Regions from separate parts of the Mus musculus genome. Here regions 2 and 3 are each linked to region 1. The links are chromatin contacts, called in public HiChIP or PLAC-seq maps. All regions are on one chromosome and are shown on one strand. The core of a region is the stretch at or near the end of the contact, and the rest is flanking DNA. Distances in the headings are between cores, read along the strand shown.

Evidence for each region. HiChIP or PLAC-seq counts read pairs in DNA pulled down with a chosen protein or histone mark.
Region 2: an HNF4G HiChIP or PLAC-seq map of pancreatic cancer cells shows a contact between it and region 1. The contact joins the promoter of Tyro3 here to the promoter of Ttbk2 in region 1. A contact is called at or near these places in 1 of 39 promoter capture datasets (liver), 1 of 115 datasets of contacts at active chromatin or transcription factors (pancreatic cancer cells) and 2 of 9 other capture datasets (liver and macrophages).
Region 3: an HNF4G HiChIP or PLAC-seq map of pancreatic cancer cells shows a contact between it and region 1. The contact joins the promoter of Chp1 here to the promoter of Ttbk2 in region 1. A contact is called at or near these places in 2 of 39 promoter capture datasets (the C10 cell line and liver), 1 of 484 Hi-C or Micro-C datasets (pre-B cells) and 1 of 115 datasets of contacts at active chromatin or transcription factors (pancreatic cancer cells).

What each region holds. Positions count from the first base shown.
Region 1 is chr2:120,848,840-120,851,748 of GRCm38.p6, forward strand. It overlaps Ttbk2 (tau tubulin kinase 2), which reads right to left and starts at 1,579. Exons shown (of 16, transcript NM_001024856.2): 1 at 1,217-1,579. AV039307 (expressed sequence AV039307) reads left to right here and starts at 1,817. Exons shown (of 4, transcript NR_038350.1): 1 at 1,817-1,926.
Region 2 is chr2:119,798,040-119,800,824 of GRCm38.p6, forward strand. It overlaps Tyro3 (TYRO3 protein tyrosine kinase 3), which reads left to right and starts at 1,475. Exons shown (of 19, transcript NM_019392.2): 1 at 1,475-1,844. The coding sequence starts at 1,751.
Region 3 is chr2:119,546,217-119,548,982 of GRCm38.p6, forward strand. Chp1 (calcineurin-like EF hand protein 1) reads left to right here and starts at 1,491. Exons shown (of 7, transcript NM_019769.3): 1 at 1,491-1,701. The coding sequence starts at 1,635. Exd1 (exonuclease 3'-5' domain containing 1) reads right to left here and starts at 1,411. Exons shown (of 13, transcript NM_172857.2): 1 at 791-1,411; 2 at 573-666.

The DNA.
Region 1 (2,909 bases), core at 329-2,828:
GTCATGCTTCAAACATCCTTTCTGGTGTCTATAAAAATTCATCATACAGGAAATATAAGCTTCTGCGTTAAAGAGTTCTTTCATTATGCTTTAATTTTTAATAGATCATAATCCTCATCAGGATAGATTCTCCAAGATGGCATACTGTTATATCTGTCACCATTGCAGCTTCTTTAAAATCGCAACATAAAAAGTAAAAAGTATTCAACCCACTCAATACTTTTTAAAAAATCCTCATTTTTTTTACTCCTTAAATGAATGTTATTCTAGTCCACTTTGCTGAAAGAAAACAGATACATCTTTGCAGTCTATCCTGGCAAGTCCATGTTTAATGTCACTGCAACTATTAATGGCTCAAAACCAAACACTGAAACAAAACACAGCCTGAATCCTCCTTGTATTTGAGAGTTTGAGTCCATTCACAATACACTCTCTCACACACATTCAATTCTACTAAATAACATCTTCCCATCATATACAGGTTAAAATAGAATTGTCTTCTTTAAATGTTAAAGGACAGCTTCCAAAGCTAGGGGAGAGAAGCCTATCAACTTTAATCCAAAGCAAAGTACAACTCAATGTCATTTTTACCTCTAAGGCAGCGCCACAACTGAAACAAAATGAACTTCATTTAAGGATCAGGTATCCTAGCATCCCCATGATTATTTACTTCTCTGACTCGACAGTGCGTATATGTAGGCTCTTTTGTCCCTCTTTTGGCATCCCCGCGTATCAACAGCATCATCTTTGTCAAAGCAAATCCCTCTGGTCATTACTTCAATACTACAAAGTCCCGGCCTTCCTTGTTACCACACAAATGAGATTCGGTAGTCCCGTCACTCTTCCATTACAGTGGGAAAAGCAAGATAGAATGAAACGCTCATAATTTCAAAAGACTCCTCTCTGCTCGGTCCTGGTAGCCAGAAGAGTCATGAGTACAAGTGATATATGGGTCACCCACAGAAACAGACGAAGCAGCTTCATGAACCTCCAAGTTCAGGGAAGGCACCCAAAGCCTCCGGGGAAATGGGGCAGAACCAGAAAGATCTGTGGGATGAGGATCAATTTGGGTCTGGCGTCGCCTCAGGGCGTGGGCATAAGAAACCCAGGGGTCTCGGGCAGTCTCCCCTCCACGCCTCGGTTGAGCTGAACGAGGGATGAGGCGGGCGCAGGGAAGCTTCTTGGAGACGCCCTGGGGCTCGGGGGTGTGTCCTACCTGGGCCGCGGCGGACGCAGGATCTCTGACGGAGGACGAGGGTCTAGCTCAGGGTCCGCACCGGCAGGAGTCACCGCTCAGCAGGCGGGCCCGCCACCGCCTGCCCATCCCCCGCCGCCCACTGCGGCGGGACCGGAGCGCGGCTTAGACGGCCGGCGGTCCCTTCGGATGCCGTCCGCGTCTAAAGGCGGCGGCAGCGGCTGCGGGTATTGCTGCGGATTGTCCCGGGCCGCTGCTCTCGTGCCAGCCCCTGCTCCTCCTCCTCCTCCTGCCGCCGCCGCCTCCTCGTCCCTACCGCTCCCATCGCCGCTGCGGCGACTACTGCAGCGCCCGCTGACCCGGCCCGACGTTACTCTCCCCCCCGCAAGCCGCACAGCCTAGCCCACCCGCCCTGCCAGCGCGCACCGCCCACCTCTCCGCCGCGGGTGCTGATTGGAGAGCACGTTCCCAGCCTGTGGCGTCGGTTGGCTAGTCCCATTGCCTATCAGGAAGGGGGCGGAGAATTGGGCCGAGAGTGTCTCCGCCCCCCACCGGAGAATTGCCGCTATCTTCAGGTTTGCCTGAGAGGGCGAGTTACCGGGAAAGGAGCATCACAATGACAGTGCGCGTGTGCTTGGGAATTCTGGGACTCGTAGTTCCAGCCTCCGCTGCAACGGCCGGCCTGTCCTGAGGAGAGATGTAAGGCGCAGTGCTTCTGAGAGCCGACTTCAGTAGGTGTTCTCCTAGCTCAGCGTGCTTATGGCCACAGAGTTGGGCCCTTTGGAAGAAAATTGGTAATGCTTTGTCACTGAGGCGGTCGCGTCGAGAATCGTGAGGCCGGGTCATTGCTTAAGGTCTACTCGCCTGCTCAGACCTAGAGCTGCCAGGATCTGGGAAATGGGCGCTGTCCCCTAACCTAAGCTGCTAACTAGGGCCGGGAAACCCGAAGGTATTGGGAGAAAAGAAAGGAGTTACAAAGATGTCAGCCTGGCGAGGGAGTGCCCATTCACAACCCACGAAAAAAGATTTCATTGGCTTTTTGATAAAGACAATGAACAACTTTCATGTGGACCAGTCTGGGACTCTAAGCTTGGAGTTTGCAGGAGTGGCTCAAGACACACAAAGACTAACTATGAAGGGTGGGACACCGAGGCTGTATGGGAGACGTATTTCATGTTGAATGTGCCAAGCTCTTTGGTGAAAAAAAACAAAACAAAACCTAAGAGTAAGTCCCTCTTCTTTCTTTACTATCCATTATATAGACATTAAAAATTAAGAATAAACTTTACCAAGATCACAAAACTGATGTCAAAACCAAACTGCGGACCTATTCCATATTGTATGCCCAACGTTCTTTTTTCCTTAACAATTGCAATGACTGCCACGAGTTTGCCAGGAACAGAGAGGATGCAATGGTATGAATTGTAAAGGTTCACTTTTTGTTTTTGTTTTTGTTTTTGTTTTTGTTTTTCGAGACAAGGTTTCTCTGTATATCCCTGGCTGTCCTGGAACTCACTCTGTAGACCAGGCTGGCCTCGAACTCAGAAATCTGCCTGCCTCTGCTTCCCGAGTGCTGGGATTAAAGGCGTGCGCCACCACACCCGGCTCAAAGGTTCACTTTTACTTTCAAATATTTTCTTAGGTGACAAAAGTGTTCTTACTGTTAAGGAACTACCATCCTCTTTATATTCCTTTACAAGCAGGAGACATCCTT
Region 2 (2,785 bases), core at 225-2,724, 1.1 Mb before region 1:
CTCTAGATTGAACATCTTCCGGGAATACTCTGTGCCAGGTTAATTGAAATAAAGAGAAGGGTCCCCTTTACTGGAGACAGCGTAGAACAGTTCTGGCTTCCGTTCCAGACTGTCTGACACTCAAAATTCCAAAGCTCTGGAAAAGAGCAAGCTTGTGTGCTTTTCTTTTCTTTTTTCCCCCTTCAGGAAAGCGTCCTGGAGCCATCCTAGAGTTCCCAAGAAAATTGGCAGAGCGCTCAGCAGGAAGTCAGGCCCCTCCGATCCAACTGTTGACCAGACTTGCCAAGAGTCTTCCTATCCTGCCGCCTGGGGGCGCCCCCAGCTGGGTCTGCGGCTGCCGCCAGCACTGCTGTTATCATTAAGATAATTAATAAACAAGCACTGGTGGGCCAAGTGGAGGAAGAGGGAGGCTCCTGCTGCTCAGGAGAATCCCTGGAAAGATCCAGTGAGTATGGGACGTCTCACTGGCTAGTTCTTTCTCCCCATCCAGGACCCCTGGAAAGCGCCTGTTGTGGGTTGTCCTCCAGGGGCCAAGAAGAGGTGAGGACAAGAGGAGGACTTGGCAGGTGCGATTTGGAACCAGCTCTGCATCTTCCTGACAGGATGTCTGTGGGCAGGCCACCTCCAGTGATTACTGGTTGTGGAGCAGGCAATTATTCATTCTTTTAACAAGGATCTGCCTATTTATTTATGGAGTGCCTACTGTGCGCAAGGTGGTCTACTAATAATAGCAGATGTTTCACTAGCTAGTATGAAGACAATGCCAATGTTCACACTATGTCCCAGAAGTGGAGGGGTGGAAAGAGGAAGCAAGAAAGAAGAATGATACCCTCGAAAATCACGGTGATTTTGCTTTGGCCTTCGTAGGCTAGCAGTGGGGATGGACACCTAAGAATTACGAAACAGATCTTGGAAAACTCTAGATGGACGACAAACTGGAAAACACTCTGGGAAGATGGGCTGGGGAGAATGGTCTTTCGATAGGAGAATACTTGGCGATTAAAGGTAGGCTACAAAGATCGAAAAAGAAAAAAAAAACTGGGTGAAAAGCTCAAGCAAAGAGGTACAGGGATGCTAGTAGTTTCTCGGGGAGCTGTTCCAGCCGTCTTGGGGACACCTGAGGGTTGCTGTGTCTAGTAGGTGCTTTGTGTTCTGAGAGGGCTGTGTCGGAGTCTGAGGTCAGGATTTAGAACAGTGTTGGGGTGTGGCAGGAGCTTCCAAGAGGGGTTCTGAGGAGAGGATGGGGTGCCCCGCTGGAGACTGGAAAGTATTTGGGGAAGGAGGGGCGTGGCCGGGTGCCTGTCCAGGGAGCGAGGCAGGTCCTCCGCAGCGGCAGCGGAGTGGCCAGGGCGCGGGTCCCGCTGCGCCTTCTGGAGGTGGGCGGGAGGTCGGGCGGTAAGGGCTGAGGTTAGCGCTCGGCTCTCGCCACCGGGGCTGCGCGGGGGAGGGGGAGGGCGGCACGAGCTCCGCGGAGGGCGGGCGGGCGGGCCGGGAGGAGGCGGCGGCTCGCAGAAGAACATGAATCAGCGGCGGCGGCGGCGGCGGCTGTGGAAGGAGCGCGGTGGCCCAGCCGCAGCCCCGGGGACTCCTCGCTGCTGACGGCGGTGGCCGCGGCTCTAGGCGGCCGCGGGTCCGGGACGCCCGGGCCGAGCGCCGCCCCCCGCCCCTCCCGCGGGCCTCCCGCCCCTCCTCCGCCACCCTCCTCTCTGCGCTCGCGGGCCGGGCCCGGCATGGTGCGGCGTCGCCGCCGATGGCGCTGAGGCGGAGCATGGGGTGGCCGGGGCTCCGGCCGCTGCTGCTGGCGGGACTGGCTTCTCTGCTGCTCCCCGGGTCTGCGGCCGCAGGTAGGGGTGGCCCGGGAGGCGGCGGGAAGCGGGGGGCTGCTGAGCCGCACGACTGAGGGGCGCAGCCCGGGGACGGCAGCGGGCGAGACCCGGGCCTGGGCCGGCCAGAGGTTGGGGTCGGTGGCCGGGGCTGGAAGGCCGAGACTAGGACGCAGCGGGTGTTGGCTGCCAGACCTCCGGCCGCGGCCCCCGCCCCCAACTTTCTCGCGCCCGGGGCTGGCTGGGTGCAAAGGAAGGGAGTGGGGGGTGTGGGCAGTCGGGGGTGCTTAGGACTGTATTTTCCCGCCTCTATGTTCCTAGTAGTCTGCTCCCTTTTCCCCAGTCCTAAGGACCCATTCTGCCTTCCGCACACCCCCGAGGTCCCACTTTGAAACTACAGGATCTGGGTTTGAGCACCCAGGGTTGTGAAGGTGCTGGATTCTAAAATACCTCTGCCCGTACTCTAGTTCCTGTGGCCCTTGGCGCTCCCGGAAACCCGAATGTTGAGTAGCTTGGGTTGGGTGAAGGTTACTGCTTCTTGTGAAGATTAGCTTTACGTTGCCACACAGCCACAGAGGCATTTCCCCGAGGCAGGAGGGCAGCACCTTTGCCTTCAAGTTCACACGCACACATCAGGGTGCAGAGGGGTGTGAAGCTATGTCTCCTTGTCCTGTGAGGGTGAGTGGGAAGGGTAGAGAGACAGGCGCCCCCCCCCTCCCCCGGCAGCAGCCATCCAACAAGCATTTCTTAAAAACTGAGTTCTTTGCCACATTAGCCTTGAAAGGAAAGGAAGCTAAAGAGTGGAAAGTATATGCAGGCTCCGAGGTGCGTATCAGATGCTCAGAGAGCCCAGGAATTTACCTAGGGTTACACAGTAAGGAGCAGAAAGAACAGGTCTGGATTTCCTTTATGCAGATTCTTCACCTGCCCATCTGTTTAATACATGCCAGGAGGGTGTGTGT
Region 3 (2,766 bases), core at 241-2,740, 1.3 Mb before region 1:
GTTCTAAACCAAGGAGTGAAGGGATCAGACTCGTGAAGCTACAGGAAAACTAAGGCTTCACTTGAGAGGGTGTACACTAACATGCAGCTTTCAGCTTTTTCATCAGCACAAACAAAATACCAGAAGAATAAAATGCACCTGGCTTTGATCCCAGCTCTTGGAAGGCAGAGGCAGGTGGATCTCTGTTAACTTAAAGACCAGCCTGATGTACATACTGAGTTCCAGATCAGCCAGGGCTACACAGAGAAACCCTGTCTCGAAAAACCAAAAAGAAAAAAAATTCGGATTTTTAAACCGTAAGCCAGCAGTTGTTAGGTGAAAGCAGGAAAGATGCAAGTTGAGCCCAGCCTAGGCAATATTGGGAAATCCTGTTTAAAGATTTGCCACTCATGGGAGAATTAGGAGTTTATGCTCAGGACAGCCTGAGCCTGTAAAACCCTTTCTAGAAGTGGAGAAATGATTCTCTTTTCCAGAAAAGCCCTGACTAGTCTTGGCCAGGCTTAAAAATCCTAATTTTTAAGACAAGAAAAAATCCAAATAAATAAACCGTGCTCGGTCACAATCTTTCTCACCTTCAGGGTCCTCTGTCCCCACAGCAAAGGAGTTTGAGAAATTCCGACCTTAATTCTAGTCAAATGGTGAGTTCCTTAAACTAACGAGGGACTACTGTTAAAAAAAAAAAAAATTCTGGGAGTTATCCCGGCACAGCTTTGACGCAAAAAAGTTCTCAACGCCAGCCACTGAAGCCGCAGAGCCGACCACGCCCTCGCCCTCCGGGTGAATTACTTGCCTCTTTCCGGAGGAGCCAATCAGCGCGCAGCCTCGAGCCCATTCCCAGCGCCCCCTGCGGCCGGGGTAGAGAGAGCAGAAAAGATGCTGCCAGGAGCCATGCAAACCCCAGGCGGCTCTCAGCGCCCCCTGCGGCCGGGGGGAGGAGCGCAGGAAAGATGCAGTCTCTAGGCGTGCTGGGCCACAGTGGCTGTGGACTCCCTATTCTTAGGACCAGGGGAGTGAGAGTGAGAGGAGAGGAGAGGAGAAAGGAGGGAGAAAAAGAGATAGAGAGATACAGAGAGATGGAGAGCGAGCAAGAAAGAGTGCACTGCACTACTCTGGGGATCCACCTTAGGGTTTTGTCCCTCGTTTCGTGGGTTTGGTTTCTCTCCTGAGTCTCCGTCACCTGTAGGGTGGGACTCCTGGTACCTGAGTCCTGTGAAAAACCTGCTGGCTACCCTAGTGAGTTTGCCTCTGGTTTGTTCGAACACAGTGGCGAGACCGCACTGCCCTTTTAAGTGCAGTCCCTAGCGCCACAGCGGTATCGCCGCTTTAAGTCCGGCGGCTGCCCTGGTTCCGCGGGGCGGGGCCTGCTTCCCTTCGGACTCCCGCAGCCTCCGGGCTGATTCATTCCGGGCTCGAGAGCCAAGCTTTGACGTTAGCGCCTGCGCAGGGCGCGGCCTCGCTCCCGATTGGCTGGTGTCGGGCCGCCCTCCCCCGCGCTCCACCCCTTGTTTCTCTCCCCGGGCCGCAAGAGAAACAGTGCCCTCTCCCTTCTTGACCCCTGGCCCTTCCCTCCCTCCTTCCCTTCTGCCGCTGCTGCTTCTGGCGCTGCCGCTCCCGGAGGAGCTCCCGTCACGGTGATGGGGTCTCGGGCCTCCACGTTATTGCGGGACGAAGAGCTCGAGGAGATCAAGAAGGAGACTGGCTGTGAGTTCGGGTTGGGGGTGGGAAGGCGGCCCGGCGCCTTCGGCTGGCCTCAGTACTGACAGCGGTCGTCGCTGAGGGCTTGATCTGGGGTGCGGTGACTTTGTTGGGATGGTCCCATGCAGCCTCCGGTGCTTTGGGTAACCGAAGGCTAGAATACCTGTACGTTCATCTGTAGCTTCTTGGAGCCGGGATGTGGTTCCTCCGGTGCTGTCTTGCTCAAAAGCCCGGAATCTCGAGCACAGACACCACCACTCCACTCTTGCCCGTGAAGGTCCGCGAATTTTCTTCCTTATGGTTCCTCCTACAGAAGCATCCTGAACAGTAGATAAAGTAGAAGCAAATCCAGGAAATGTGAATGGTTCCTGGAGAAAACGTTATACATCCTAATGAGGTTTCTGAGCAAGAGCTAAAACTACTAAAATCACACACAGGGAAAAACTCAACAAAGAAGATCATAGAGAAAGGCTTGTGACCAGGAACTGAAGACCTCTAAGCAATCAAGAGTCCAAAAACCCGAGTGAGGCTTTTAAATCTGAATCGTTGGAGAAAAGCCACGGGTATAGTGGTCAAGGTTTAAAGACACAGTGAAGACATTTGTCCTATTTTTATATATATTGATATCTGCTGTGTTGCTGTACTTTATGCAATTGATATTGAAATTGGATGTACTCCAAAATCTGTGAATTTGTACCAGAAACATACATACTCTAGTTTCTTCCTTGTTAACCTGAACAAAGGAGCAACAGGGCTTTGGGAATTGAGAAGCACAGAAAACACCTCCATACCTTTGAAAGGCCCTTGGTAGTGTATGATACAATTGTATGGCTACAATGCTTTCTCAGTGATCCTTTGCGGCTCTCTTTGATTTTCGTAAGCCATGTCTTCATGGTACCTGTCTTTGATGATAATGTGAGCAAATAACCCAGTGGCAGATCGTGCCAAGGAGTACAGGGAACTACGGAATTCTCCAGGAATGAGTCCTTGGGTAAATGACAAGTTGTTCTGGCTGTCTGACAAGTTAAACTTTCTAGAGTATTCAGGTTGAAAGAGATGTGGTCTAGCCCC